2 separate regions of the Xenopus laevis genome follow, and region 1 is linked to region 2. A link is a contact called in public Hi-C data. All regions are on one chromosome and are shown on one strand. The core of a region is the stretch at or near the end of the contact, and the rest is flanking DNA. Distances in the headings are between cores, read along the strand shown.

Evidence for each region. Hi-C and Micro-C count contacts between places; a contact is called where the count stands out from the background.
Region 1: a Hi-C map of the XL177 cell line shows a contact between it and region 2, with 4 times the contacts expected there. The contact joins two enhancer-like sites. A contact is called at or near these places in 3 of 4 Hi-C or Micro-C datasets (the XL177 cell line, the XTC cell line and animal cap).

What each region holds. Positions count from the first base shown.
Region 1 is chr2L:141,783,865-141,791,331 of Xenopus_laevis_v10.1, reverse strand. No RefSeq gene overlaps it. Among protein-coding and RNA genes, the nearest start is that of LOC108708539, 29 kb to the right of the region's middle. Within about 2 kb of position 1,966, at least 1 of the 7 cell types and tissues checked has an H3K27ac peak or open chromatin away from gene starts, as enhancers often do.
Region 2 is chr2L:141,673,885-141,681,178 of Xenopus_laevis_v10.1, reverse strand. No RefSeq gene overlaps it. Among protein-coding and RNA genes, the nearest start is that of tamalin.L, 33 kb to the left of the region's middle. Within about 2 kb of position 1,903, at least 1 of the 7 cell types and tissues checked has an H3K27ac peak or open chromatin away from gene starts, as enhancers often do.

The DNA.
Region 1 (7,467 bases), core at 717-3,216, 110 kb before region 2:
TACAGATTTACACACACACATTGTCAGGCACACGCAAAAACACAAACTCTCACACACACACCTTGCAGGTGTCAGGTACTTACCAGTCTTCTGGGAGATACGGCTCTTCGGCGCAATGCGTTCCAGCGTTGCGTTCCAGTGACGTCACAACGTGTGCGCCGTGACGCCGCCGCAGGAGATTTGCTGGACGCATCGTATTGACGCAGGCGACGGTATTTCTTTCGGCGCAGAGTTTCTCCCAGTGCTCGGACATCGTTTTCCTAGCTGATTTGAGTACGTTTCTCTGATAATTACTAAACTTTGGTTTTGACCCTGTTTCTGCCTGTTTGACTACGCTCCTGCTTAACCCTTGGAACCCTGCTTGTTATATTTGAACTCCTGTTGCCGAACCTGCTTGCTTTGACTACGCTTCTGTGTTAACCCTTTGAGCCCTGCTTGATATATTGAACTCCTGTTGCCAAACCTGCTTGCCTTTTGACTACGCTGCTGTATTAACCCTTGGAACCCTGCCTGTACCTGTTTTCCTGTTGCCGAACTTTTGCCTGTTATCGAATACGCATTCTTGCCTTGACTCTTGTCTACCATCTGAACGTTTATCACCACTGCGACCCAGTTTATCCTACTCGAATACTCTTCAGTCTTCACCCTGGGAACCCTCTTCCTGTGATATTCCATCTATGTGACGCCATCTGCTCAATCTGTGAGTGTAGCAAAGCGGTTATTGTATAACAGTCTGTATGAGTCAGCGCTAAAAGCTAGGAGAAATAAGAATGCAGCATAAAGAGAATCTAAGTGTAGCGGGTTGTTGGTAGTTGTAGTTCCACACAGTAATTCTACTTTAAGGGGCTTGATTACTTGTTACTTCCACCACATGTCTTACTTATAAGTTGGATACTTACAAACGTTTGAAGACTTTTAGGCATTCAAATATAACCAGGGTAGTCTGCTCTGTGGCTGTTCCGTGCTGTCGGAAAATATAGAGCGCAGAAGGTAGTGCAAAACCTTTTTATTAACGTGTAAATAAAAACAATTGTTCCACTCACATTTTAGAAGATTTTTAAGGCGTATCGAATCTCCACTTGGGGAAAATTACTATGCGTGTTATTAGCCTGGTGTCAGCTCCAACCTGCGTTGCTTCCACCCGCTGTAGCTCTCCTAGGCGCTGCATTTTTATTTCTCCTAGCTTTTAGCGCTGACTCATACAGACTGTTATATTGTGATTGCCACCCGAGAAGAAAACGGGATAAACTGAGTCGGAACCAAAGGAGAATTCTGGGAACTGTAGTTTTACCACAAAGCGGTTATTGTGTCATCTGTGCTGATTGTCATTTTGCCAACTACTCTTCCATAATTACCTGCAGTTGACGCTAAGGTGATTGCCGCAACAGTTCCTGTGACGTCCTCCCTACTCTTAACTACTCCAGCAACTAATCCTGCATCTTCCTATATCTCTACAGACACCAGACCTGCTCCTCCACAGACCGGCGCATCCTGCCAGGAATCCCAGGCTCCCATACTACACCTTCACTGATCTCCCTCTGTTACCAGTGGATGGTGTATTGGTAGAGGAGCTGTAAGGGTTGTCTTCCTCCCATCCGTGGTCCCTCCCGGTTCGGTAAGTCTGACAGCAGGACAGATATTATGTTTCTTCCTTCGACTCCCGATGTATACATGCTATTTCAAGTTGGCCCATTAAAATAATTTTTTAAAGTTCTTTTTATCTAAGTAAATGATGTGTAATTTGTATGGGATGTGTAATTTGGATAATGTATATCTGTACTTTAGCCTGGAGCCAGTTTGATGGGTTAGTGTATGTACTAATGGGTACTTTGTGGCCTGGGTAAATACATAGCAGCGTGTATCTCACCAGTGCTGAAACAGGAAGTGCATCTGGGTGGGAACCTCACACAAGGCATTGCACAACATCCCAGAGGAAAGCAGACAGGAAGGGCTGGAAGAGACACATCTTACATGGTTCTAAAGCATGACTCTGTCTGTGTACTCTGCCTTATTCTTCCAACTCAAGCACAGTCTCTCACCCATCCATAGGCTAGCCAGGGCGTACATGCAGATTGTTCTATTAAAGGGGCAATTCACATTTAGTATGCAATAGAATGGCCTATTCCTAGCAAGTTTTCAGTTGGTCTTTAGTTTGTATTATTTATTGCATATTTGCGTTCCTCTTCTGCTTCTTTCCTGACCCTTTTATTGTTGCTTAGTATTACATTCTATTCAATTCCTCTGCTATTTATTTCCCAGGCTATGGTAACATGGCCTGATAAAAAGAATAAAAAATGAAGCCCAACTGCAAATTTTCTCAGAATGTCACTGCCTTCCTCATTCTAAAAGTACAGTAATGTAAAAGGAACAGTAACTCCAAGAAATTAAAGTAATTATCATATAATATACTGGCAGCATGCACTGGAAAAGCTACATGTTTGCTTCAGAAAGACTACTATAGTTTATATAAACAAGCTGCTGTGTGACTATGGAGGCAGCCATTCAAGCTGGAAAAAAGGAGAAAAGTACAGGTTACATAGCACATAACAGATAAGCCCTGTCCAATACAATTGTGTTTTTTCTGTGATGTGCTATGTTACCTGTGCCTTTTTCCAGCTTGGCTACACAGCAGCTGAGTTATTTTAAAGCACTTTCAACTTTTCAAAAGAAAACTACCTGTTGATCTATGAAATGTTTTCTTTGTGGTAGATCCATTGTACCCTGACGCTTTATTGGGAGGAGTTCTTGAAGATGCAAACTAGTGATAAAGTAAAATGACATTAATGTTTAAAAGCAAGACAAGAACATAGGGGAATAGGGGTTTAGTCATTACCCTGCTAGGATGCCTAGTAGGCATAGTGTGTCCTTGGGGGGAAGAAGGGAGCTCTACATTGGCCAGGGGTGTCATGCAATAGAATGGCCTATTCCTAGCAAGTTTTCAGTTGGTCTTTAGTTTTTATTATTTACTGCGTATTTGCCTTCCTCTTCTGCTTCTTTCCTGACCCTGACAGTAAAAAAAAAAAATTTGCTGAGACTACAATTTTATTTTTATTGTTGCTTAGTATTACATTCTATTCAATTCCTTTGCTATTTATTTCCCAGGCTATGGTAACTTGGACTCAAGCTGCTACAATATCAAACTGAGGGTTTAGTCATTCCCCTGCTAGTATGCCTAGTAGGGATAGCATGTCCTTGGGAGAAGAGGGGAGCTCTTCATTGGCCAGGGGTGTCACGCGGGTTAACTAGTCTGTGAGAGGAGATTATACAAGTCAAGGGTCAATGGACTCCATTTGGACTCCACTTGCTGAACAGGGTGGGTGTTACTAACAGCTAGGGTTGCCACCTTTTTTGGAAAAAAATACCGGCCTATATTCTTGCCTTTTTTCCTATTAATAACATTGCCATCAAGCATCATTTTTACCGGCCAGGCCGGTAAAATACCGGCAAGGTGGCAACCCTACTAACAGCCTGAGGAATGAGGCATCAGTAGGATGAACAAGTTCTTGAAGTAGGACTAGCTAATGTGAGGGCCAGCTCCAGTAAACCTAACTTTAGGAGTGTGACATAAACTTAAGGTAGTTAGTAGAGCAGCCAGAGGCTTCAGTGAGGAGAACAGAAGTGTTAGCACCCTGGGAATAACCCATCATCAAACATATATCCTCAGGTACAGTAAGGAGGACAAAGAGGAGCACCAAAGCGAGGGTCTTGTAGTCTGTAGCTGGACACCTGTTGAGTGAATACTACATCTGATTGAAACTACTAACCTGCTTGTGTGTATGTCTAAGATCTCAGAAGTTACTGTATATACAGGGTACCATCTGAAAGGAAGATCTGTGAAACTTATTGAAAGAAAGGCTTTATTGTAACTTGTGAATAAGAATGAGTTTACTGTGTTTTAAAGAACCGCTGGCCCCAGCCCTGGATTTGGATTCAAACAAGGCACTGGCATTTCAAGTGCACAGAGGCCTAAACATCACCCCGCCAGCCCACTCAATAGTGACTGCATACAGATTCTGCCAGCACTCCCTCTGGTACTTGCCAGAATCCACAGATTGCCAGTCCTGGTCTGGCTGGCACCCAAGTTGTTGTAAAGAAGTAAAGTATTTCAACATGGACACTTCCTCCAGTATTAAAGCAAGGACCCACCCAATAGAAAGTCCTATGTATCATGTTGTCTGTGGGGAGCAGTGGATCTAAATACAGTTAAACATGTACAGTTGATCAATAAACAACACTCCACAGGCACTGCCTTCAGAGGTGGGACTGTAATCAAGTATACACAGAACATGTATATGCTGGTAGTCACCAAACTTGTGATGTTAGTGGGTGAGACTGCCAATCCTGAAACTTATATGCCATTAACTTATCATTTCAGATAGGTAATTCTCATCACCAACATGCCAACTTTTGCATTATAAAGGCAGGACATGTCAAAATATGTGGAACTACAATTTGTTTATAGGGAACATGGTGGTCACATGGTTCATAAGAGCAGGAGGGCTTTAGCATTGCCATCCCTGTATCTTTATAACCATGTCAGCTTTCTAAACCAATCCCTATGATGTACAAGACACTTACCTGATCAAAGAAATGGGCATGACACAAACACACCTAATGTTGAGAATCTATTTTAATCTAGCTCCATTTCAGTAAACACAGAATGGTTTGCAAAACAATACTTTTTCGTAACTAATTCTAGTCTATTGACTTTTATGAATTGTTCAAATTTGCTTTGAGGATCTCAGTATAATAACTATTCAAATCTATGGACGCTTGTTATCTCACAGATAGACTATTCAGTACTTTCATCTCAAGTTCTGGCTTGCGCTTCTCTTTATAAAATAAACTCTCTCCAAGAGACTCACCAGTGTAGACGTGCAACTCATGTTTCATATTTTCTCAGTTGATTCAACACACAGACACACAATGGCTCCAAAGCCATTCCTACCAGACTAATTGTCTTTCATCTCTTGAAAAACTAGCAACTTCTGTGCTTACTGAGGAATTAATTATTCAAAGATGTCTTTTAGGGACTGTCGGTCTTTTGTCTTGCCTTTTGTTCATGGTTCATTTCACTGTTTACGTATGTATATTATATATGGAGCCACAAAATAACTTGCTAACACCTAAACAATAAAACTAAAGTACATGTTGCCCCTTAATGCTTGAAAGAGTATCACACATGTCCAATTGTTCATTCATTACAGAAGTATTTTTTCTGGTGAAAAAAAAAATGTTTCTGCCCTTTGTCTATTAAAATATGTATTTGGGCAATGGGCAAGTGTGCATTATGCACTGCATTCGTTAACTTCACCATTTGTATGTCTGCTTAAATAAGAAAATGGGGCAAAGTAACCAAGCTAGGGGAGTATTTCCCTGGGGAAATTATAGTGGGAGAGTTTAATGTTGCCCCACTGAGGCACAAGTAGCCTTTGTAACAGGCAGGATCAGGTGACCCCTATAAGTATAAAGGTTGAGACTCTCAGATTCCCCCCTTAGAGAATAGTTTAAGTCTAGAGCCGGCTTAGAAAGTCTCAATAAAGGGCTGTGTGTTGTGGATCTAAAGGACTAACAAAGTGATGGCTACATCTACATCTTGGTCCTAAAATAGCATCAAAGATGGTGGAGATGAACAGCCTGAGCTCTAATGAGAAAAGCTAGTGGGTCAGTACCCCACTAATACACTAAAGTGACAATGTGAGGGGTAAAGTGTGCCCGGAGTGGGCACTGGTAAGAATGCAGTGAATATTCCAGTGCTGATTATTGCTAAGCTGCTATTTTTTTCCCTATTTTTATTCATGTCGCTGTCTGTTCCCCCTGTCAGCAATACTATGTTGTAAATAAATATATAGATTCAGTACCTACAAAATTTTAAGCAACAATTAGTGGTTTTTTTTTCGTTTTTGCTGGTGTCCACAAAGAATGCACAGCATAGTAGGAACCAAAGCTGCTAAATATATATGGACAGAAAGTGAGCAGAACTTAAGCTTCCACTGTAATGTCACTTACCATGTGTATCGGTACATACAGTTCATACATTCAGTATGTACAAAGCAGGAGCACTAGAGGACCCGTGGAACAAGGGAGCCTTGTATATAATGCTTGGAGTTACTCTTGCCTCTGTGCAAGCTTCTCTCTGTGCCTTGTGCTACATTTGTACACCTTGTATGGTAAACTACATGGGCTCTAACAAGTGCAAAACTGTGCTCCTTAGCCCTTCAGCACTTGTGCTCCTGCTCAAACTAAAGCACTTTTCGTCCATCTCTTTAATAGAGCTGTTTGAGTGAGAAGAGCTAGAAGCTGGGATAGTTGCCACTTACGTTGAAGAAGTTTGCTGACTGCTACACAGTACTTCTTGGCCTTAACTAGGTTCAGTTTTCTTTTGTTAAAGCTATTAACCTATGACTAAAGAAGACAAGGGCTTCCAAAAAAAGTGGTATGGTTATAAATAACTTAATTTAATCTATAGCATCTGCTTTAGCCATTACTTGTGCAGGGAGTTATTATCTACTTTTGGTCTCAATAAAGCCGTCCATATGGAGGCGGTTATTTGCTTTTCGTATGTAACTAAGCCAACTTGAAGGGAAGAGCGCGGTTACTCTAAAAATGGAAATAATGTGCTTTGGGTTCATATCTTCTATAAATGCAGCGTTAAATGTATTTAAAAAAGGTTTAGTGTCCCACTGTGCATTACTGGCATAGGCCCAACCTGGGTGGTTCATTACTGTGGGTAATCTGCTGGTGGCTGAATCCCAAAGTACCGTAACTTCTTTCTGAATTCAACTGAGCTTTACCTCATCAGGTCATATTTGCAGAGGTGTAAAAGAACAGAGAAATACATACAAATATATATTTCGGACATCATAGCCTATTTAGTGTTAATCTAAAGCTGGCCATTCATTTGGGCACCCACACACTGCCTCAAATCAGGATGATCATTTTTATGGTTGATCACATTAAACCTTATAGGCTAACTTTAATTTGAGGAGAAAAACTTTTCTCCTAATCTGGTTCTAGTTTTTGCTATTGACTTCAAGAGTTTTCATGTGATAAACAGCAAGATACGTTTTTCACATTGAATTGCACTGGCTCTATGGAACAATATGGACTTGGATAAGAAGATAAGTCTGATACCAGGCCAAAAATCGACCAAATATCAATAGGTCAAGACAGGTTTAAAAATCCTTTTGCAGTGAGGACAATGTGAGCTAATTGATGCGGTCCCTGCTCCAACCACCTGTTCCTTCTTTGTTGTGATGTGATCTTTGGGTACAAGGTGGGTATTTCAGGGAAAGATCTGATCATTTGGTGACCTTGTGAAATGAGCATATCTTCAAGTGTACACACGGCTTAAGGTATATGGCAAACATGGTGTTCTCGCTGACAGTATAAAAATGCCAGTGGATAAAATGGTTGATCTGTCCTGCATCTGTCCCATATGCACATTAAAATAATGAATGAGATATG
Region 2 (7,294 bases), core at 654-3,153:
AGCCCCATGTCCGATTTCAAAATTGAATATAAAAAAATCTGTTTTTTTTTTTGAGAAATGGATTTCAGTGCAGAATTCTGCTGAAGTAGCACTATTAACTGATGCGTTTTGAAAAAAAAAACATGTTTTCCGATGACAGGATCCCTTTAAGGATGAGCAGATATTTTAGTTGTGTAGCAAAAGATATCTCTGTCACCCCTTTGCAAAACAACCTACTCTGAGTTTCCATGTTGATTTTCTTTTAGATTCTTCTATTGTCCCACCTGGGGTGTAACATACATGGTGCTCTGGCGCCCTCTGTCTGCATTTACTAGTCATCTACTAATCATTATACATCAGTCCACATGCATCTAACACAAACACATTCTTTGTGAGCTAATAGGTTTCAGTACAGAGAGGAAAGTTGTGGTTTAACAACATAAAGAAGGAAAAGCTACTGCTTTCCATACAGCTTTGAGAATATTATGTGTCCAACTCTGCAGATTCCGGCCAGGCAGTTGTCCTGGGTGGGCCGGGCTCATTGGGTTTTCTCTCAGTGTTCCACCAACTCTGCTAACATGTTTTGCTGAAGAAGGGCTATTGCAGTTCAACAACAGCTGGAGGGCCACAGACTGAGCTCCATGACAGGAAATGATACACAGTGTAATTATATGTCAGTTGTACATCACATGATTATGATTTGCGCTGAATTCAGGATTCGTTTCAGGTTTTGCGGCACGGGGCCCAATTGGCCCTCAGGTTCCTTGGGAGTACACACTAGGCTAGTTATTTGATATGGCAGCTCTTAGGCTTACCTGTGTGGCTGCAGGGTTAATTTGAGTTTGTCAGGCAGTGTAAGAGTTGCAATGCATGATGGGGTTTATCATACCTCCCAACATTTTGCAAACAGAAAGAGGGACAGAAAGATTTTCCGCGCGTATATTTGCAAAACACATCCCCTAATTACTATGTCCATTTTACAAAATTTGGCATATAATGAAAGTTTGAACACATTACTATGGTTTTTATCTGTTATTACAGTTTTGCTAATGAAGGTGAATTGCCCTTTAAGCTGTGAGTCTTCGTTCTTATCTAAAACTGTTACAAAAGTATATTAAGTATGTATTCTGGGTTCTCTGCCAAGAGTCAATTAAGTTAGAAACTTTGTATCTTTTTCCGGCTGTGTTCAGTGCAGCAGATCAAAGCAAAACTCGGGCAATGTCAGTACAAAAGGGATTTGGCAATGTCAGTCACCACCCACCCCTTGATTGATTGTTTATTTTAAAGAAAGAAATTAATTAAAAAACTAAGAATTTTTGTTTGAGTTATAAAAAGTTATATTGGCGCAGCTGTGTGCAGGTAAGTCCTGGGGGCCTGGGTTGTTGTGGCAGGGGTTAAAGGTAATATGAATTAAGGCGGTCTGCTGGGGGGTTGAGAAGAGGCTAGCTGGGTACTGATGAATGGAATTCTCTATATTATCTGTTTTAGGGCTCTTACATACGGCCGTTTTTGCCTGCGCTCCCCTGCGTTGTGCTTTCTTCTGTTCAGCCGCAGGGGAGCGCAGGAGTAGACGCATTCATTATGAAGGGGGCTGTACTCACACAGACGCATGTAAGTGCCAAACGCAGGTTGAGACGCAGTGTGTTGCATTTCACCTGCGTTCAGCACATACATGCGTCTGTGTGAGTACAGCCCCATCATAATAATTCACTGTGTCTACTCCTGCGCTCCCCTGTGGCTGAACGGAATAAAGTGCAACGCAGGGGAGCGCAGGCAAAAACGCATTGGTTTAGGTGAATGTGAATTGCCAATGGTAATAATAAATATTTTCAACTGCAGCCTTTCTCCACCTAATAACTTGTCACATGTTTATTCTGGGTTGATTGTTTGTATGGCTGTGTGCGTGTTACTCGCCCCATGGCCTTTTTAGCAGGATTCGGCCAAATCCAAGTGCCAAACCGAAATTGATTCCTTAAAATCATGTGACTTTTTGTCACACAAAGAAAATAGGGATTATTTTACCTTGTGCAGAGAGTGTGGTTCCTTTTAACCCATCATAGGCCTAATTTGTATATGTTAATTAGGGTTCAGGATTCGTCTGAATCCTTTGATGAGAATTCTGTGCATTCCTAGTTTCATGCTTCCAATGTTTTTGTGCCACTGCTCCCTTATTCTATTTAGTGCACACAATAGAGTTGAATCCCCCCCCCCCAATCTGCTCGAATATAATAGAAAGGCTGCTGGCTCCAAGAAGGAAAAAGGGAGTTCACCGCATTCCTAAACTGGTGACAGTTCCTGCTCTGTAGCGACAGGCTTCTGAGTCGTGTTGTGCAGCACAGACACAAAACTATTTTTTCGTTGACGTGGAAATGGGATTTTCAGCATCTGCTTCTAATATCGACTACAGAAAATAACACTTAGATGCTGAGCAACATAACACTGCACTTTTCTGTAAAAAAAAAAACCAACTAAATATGAACTTTAAAAAAGAAGTAAACAATGTAGAGATTGTAAACACTAAGGGCTTTTACACACGGGTCGTTTTTTGTGCGCTCCCCTGCGTTGCACTTTCTCCCGTTCAGCCGCAGGGGAGCTCAGGAGTAGACTCAATTATTGTGAAGGGGGCTGTACTCACACAGACGCATGTATGCGCCGAACACAGGTAAAATGCAACATGCTGCGTCCCAACTGCGTTTGGCGCTTACATGCGTCTGTGTGAGTACAGCCCCATTCACAATAATTGAGTGCGTCTACGCCTGAGCTCCCCTACGGCTGAACGGAAGAAAGCGCAACGCATGGGAGCGCAGGAAAAACTGCCGTGTGTAAGAGCCCTAAGGGAACCAATGTGTACTCATTACCCAGGTTACATGTCATACATGAGCCTATCTTAGTGCTAGTTGACCCAGAGGAAGATGAAACATCATCTGAAGCCTTTACAATTTGCCTCAGAGGGGGGAAAGTTCCTTCTTGACTCTGAAACAGTAATCAGACCAGTCTCTGATTCATTTGTATTATGAGATAAATCAGCAACCCTTTTTCTTCTAAAAAAAAAACCAAACAAACAAAAAAAAGCCATCCAACTCCTTGTTAAAGCTATCAGCCTGGTAAATGAAGCTTTAGAGAGGTTACTCTGTAGTCCCCTTATATACAGGTATTTATCACATCTCCCTCCACTAAACACCTCTTCTCCATTGTATGATTCTCCTCTAGTGTTTCCTCTACTCTCCTGTAAGCAGAGCAACATCAGAGGATTTTCCTGTACTGCTGTTAAAATGTTCTACAGACTGTAGCATAGTCACAAAGAACTGACCAGGAGGTGGCTCTGTTGTTTTAATTATATTTAATCGGCACACTATAAATTTGCAAACATCTTGATGTAAATGAAATATGAACTTAAGAAGAAGAGAGTTCTGAGCAACTTTACATTCATTTGATTTTTATGTTTAAATGTTTACATTTTCTTTAAAGGGATACTGTCATGGGAAAAAAATGTTTTTTCAAAACACATCAGTTAATAGTGCTGCTTCAGCAGAATTCTGCACTGAAATCCATTTCTCAAAAGAGCAAACAGATTTTTTTATATTCAATTTTGAAATCTGACATGGGGCTAGACATATTGTCAGTTTCCCAGCTGCCCCCAGTCATGTGACTTGTGCTCTGATAAACTTCAATCACTCTTTATTGCTGTAGTGCAAGTTGGAGTGATATCACCCCCTCCCTTTTCCCCCCCAGCAGCCAAATAAAAGAACAATGGGAAGGTAACCAGATAACAGCTCCCTAACACAAGATAACTGCTGCCTGGTAGATCTAAGAACAACACTCAATAGTAAAAACCCATGTCTCACTGAGACACATTCAGTTACATTGAGAAGGAAAAACAGCAGCCTGCCAGAAAGCATTTCTCTCCTGAAGTGCAGGCACAAGTCACATGACCAGGGGCAGCTGGGAAATTGACAAAATGTCTAGCCCCATGTCAGATTTCAAAATTGAATATAAGAAAATCTGTTTGCTCTTTTGAGAAATGGATTTCAGTGCAGAATTCTGCTGGAGTAGTACTATTAACTTTTATTTTGAAAAAAACATGTTTTCCGATGACAGGATCCCTTTAAGTGTGGAATTGATGTCGGCACTGACCCCACAGCTGCCCACCAAATGTTAACGCTCCAGGCACATCTCTCCTTCTGCCTTTCAGTGGAGTTGGTGCCAGATGCAGAAGGAGCAAATGAGAATGTAATATATCATGTACAACCATGTGATGTTTGGGTTGAGGACAGCTTTACAGTTGACACAGGGCCAGTCATTTTAAGATGGTAGCCCAGTAAACACTAGTTAAATATAGCTTCCAGTTGTAGGATTCACAGCATTTTCACGTCCTTCCTGCATTCCTCCAACATCACTGATGATGTCACTTCCTTGTTCCTGACTTGGAGGCAGGTACGAGTCAGACTGTGGGTAAAGCACCACGGGGTCAGCTGCTGGTCTAAAAAGTAAAACTGAGAGATATTGTTCTTGATCCAGATCAGGAGAGCATCAAATAACTTACTACCATGCAAGTCACAAACTTGCCATATCTTGTAAGAATGTAGCAAATCCATAATTGTTGGTCTATCTTCTGCAAAGGATTGTGAACAGTTCAGAGAGGGTGGTTGTTAATGGTACATTATCTACTTGGAATAAAGTTTCTAGTGGGTTCCCTCAGGGTTCTGTATTGGGTCAATTTTTATTTAACGTGTTCATTAATAACTTATGGGAGTATGCCATAACCTTTGATCAGTTATCAATGGGCCTGCTAATAAAGATACCCAAATGTCAGGAAAGGTGTTTGTTAAGCTGTTTGGAAGGAATCTACGTGCAAACATAAGGAGGCAAGACTGTGTGTTTAACAAAGATTTAAGAAAGAAAAAACTCACAGTCCTCTTGTAAATGATGCAGACAGAAGCCAAGGTCTAGGCAGGCAGAAATCAAACACAGTCCAAGAAACAGGCAGAGAGTCAGGGTGGGCAGCAGACAAACAGGTACAATAAGAGGCTACGGTCAGAATCAGGAAGTCACAACTAGAGGGACAAGGACAGGGAAAGGAACAGACTTAAAGGGGTGGTTCACCTTGAATTTAACTTTTAGTAAGTTATAGAATGGCCAGTTCTAAGCAACTTTACTATTGATCTTCATTATTTATTTTATATTTTTTTCATGATTTCCCTTTTTCTTCTGACTCTTTCCAGCTTTTAAATAGGGAGTCACTGACCCCATCTAAAAAACAAATGCTCTGTAAGATTACAAATGTATTAGAACTACTTTCAAATGATTCATCTTTCTATTCAGGCCCTCTCCTGTTCATTTACCAGTCTCAAATCAATGCATGGTTGCTAGGGTAATGTATCAGTGTTTGCAGATGGCAAAACTATGCAGCCCAATTAATTCCATGGAGGATGCGGGATCCTTGCAGTAGGATCTTGACAAAATGGGTGGCTAAGTGGCAGATTGTGGTAATGTACAGAACTAAGATTAGAAAAAAGTTGTCTCTGTCCAAATATTTATGGAACTAACTGTGTGTATGTGTATATGTGTGTGTGTGTGTATATATATATATATATATATAACTCTCTGCTGTTACATTCACCAGTAGGCCTTTCCAGCAAACACAAGGGTATCCATTTTAATTAGAAGGGAGGTTCCATCTCAATATCTATATTAATTTACTTTTCATACTTAATTTTGTTTCAGTGAGAGCTGTGAAGATGTGGAATTCTCTCCTTGAATTAGTTGTACATTAGATGACCAAGGCATTGGCGTGCTTTTTAGCAAGTGAGAAAATAGAGGGTTACTGAAATTAGGGACTGGGCCGATTACCATCTTGGAGCCAAAATCCGAGAGGCTTTAGATGTTTTCACATTCCTCTGAATCAACTAGCAGTTAGATAATCTGGCTTATACAAATCTATGTTACTATGTTGGCAACATTGGGCTGATCTGCTACAATGATGGAGAATGCAGGCCAATTGGGCAAGGGTCGTATCACCATACTAACGGGACGATATTTTTAAACCTACTCGATCAATACCTGCCGATTTTCAGTCAGATATCAGTGGGACAAGCCCATAGGAGGGCCCCTACACAGACAGATAAGTCGTCTGGTCTGTTTAATACAGGGGTCCCCAACCTATTTTGGACCAGGGGGAGGGGTCAGCAGCAAATTTAGACGCTCTGCTGCGCCTCGTTTTTGCACACTGGACTCGGCGGCCCAGTGTGGGAGTGTCTGCGGCCCGGCGGTTGGGGTTTAATACATCTGAAGCGTGTTGAGAATCTTCTTGATCTCCATCATAAACATTTTTTATTTGATTGTCGGTGTGGAGACATATAATATATATCCTATTTACTTGGATTGCTCAGCACTTTATAGCTGGGTATGGTGTAATTCAGGTTTCATGCATTTTGCATGGCCAGGGTGGAGTGCAACTATAAATCTTCGCTTTCACAGAATTCAAGCATCATTAGAATTGCTACATTATATATTTTCTCTCTTTCTCATGAAGCATTTTATAGCTCTGGCATACACTTGAGGTATTTGAAGGGAAGTAGTTTATGAAATATTGGCCTAGAAAAAGTGACCAAATATATTTAAAGGAATAGTTCAGTGTGAAAATAAAAACGGTGTAAATAGATAGGCTGTGCAAAATAAAAAATGTTTCTAATAGTTAGTTAGGCAAAAATGTAATGTATAAAAGCTGGAGTGAACAGATATCTAATAAAACAGCCAGAATCCAACTTCCTGCTTTTCAGCTCTATAACTCTGAGCTAGTCAGCGACTTGAAGGGGGGCCACATGGTACATTTCTGTTCAGTGAGTTTGTAATTGATCCTCAGCATTCAGCTCAGATTCAAAAGCAACAGATATGACCCATGTGGCCCCCCCTCAAGTCACTGATTGGTTACTGCCTGGTAACCAGGGTAACCAGTCAGTGTAAACCAAGAGAGCTGAAAAGCAGGAAGTAGTGTTCTGACTGACTTGTTATAGTTCAAATCACCCCAGCCTTTATATATTACATTTTTGGCTAACTAACTATATTAGAAACATTTTTTATTTTGCACAGACTATCTATTTACCCAGTTTTTATTTTTACACTGAACAATTCCTTTAAGGTGCTCACAATTACAATCAAACTGTATTATGCAGGCATCTGTATCAAGTGGCAAGTAAAATACACACACATACAGGTGATGTGATTGTGTTACAGGTGGGGCCAAATTCTATTCTAGGCCAAGTTCATGCAGAGATCAACCTCTTTCTTATGAAACCAAATTTATTTTCCATGTTGA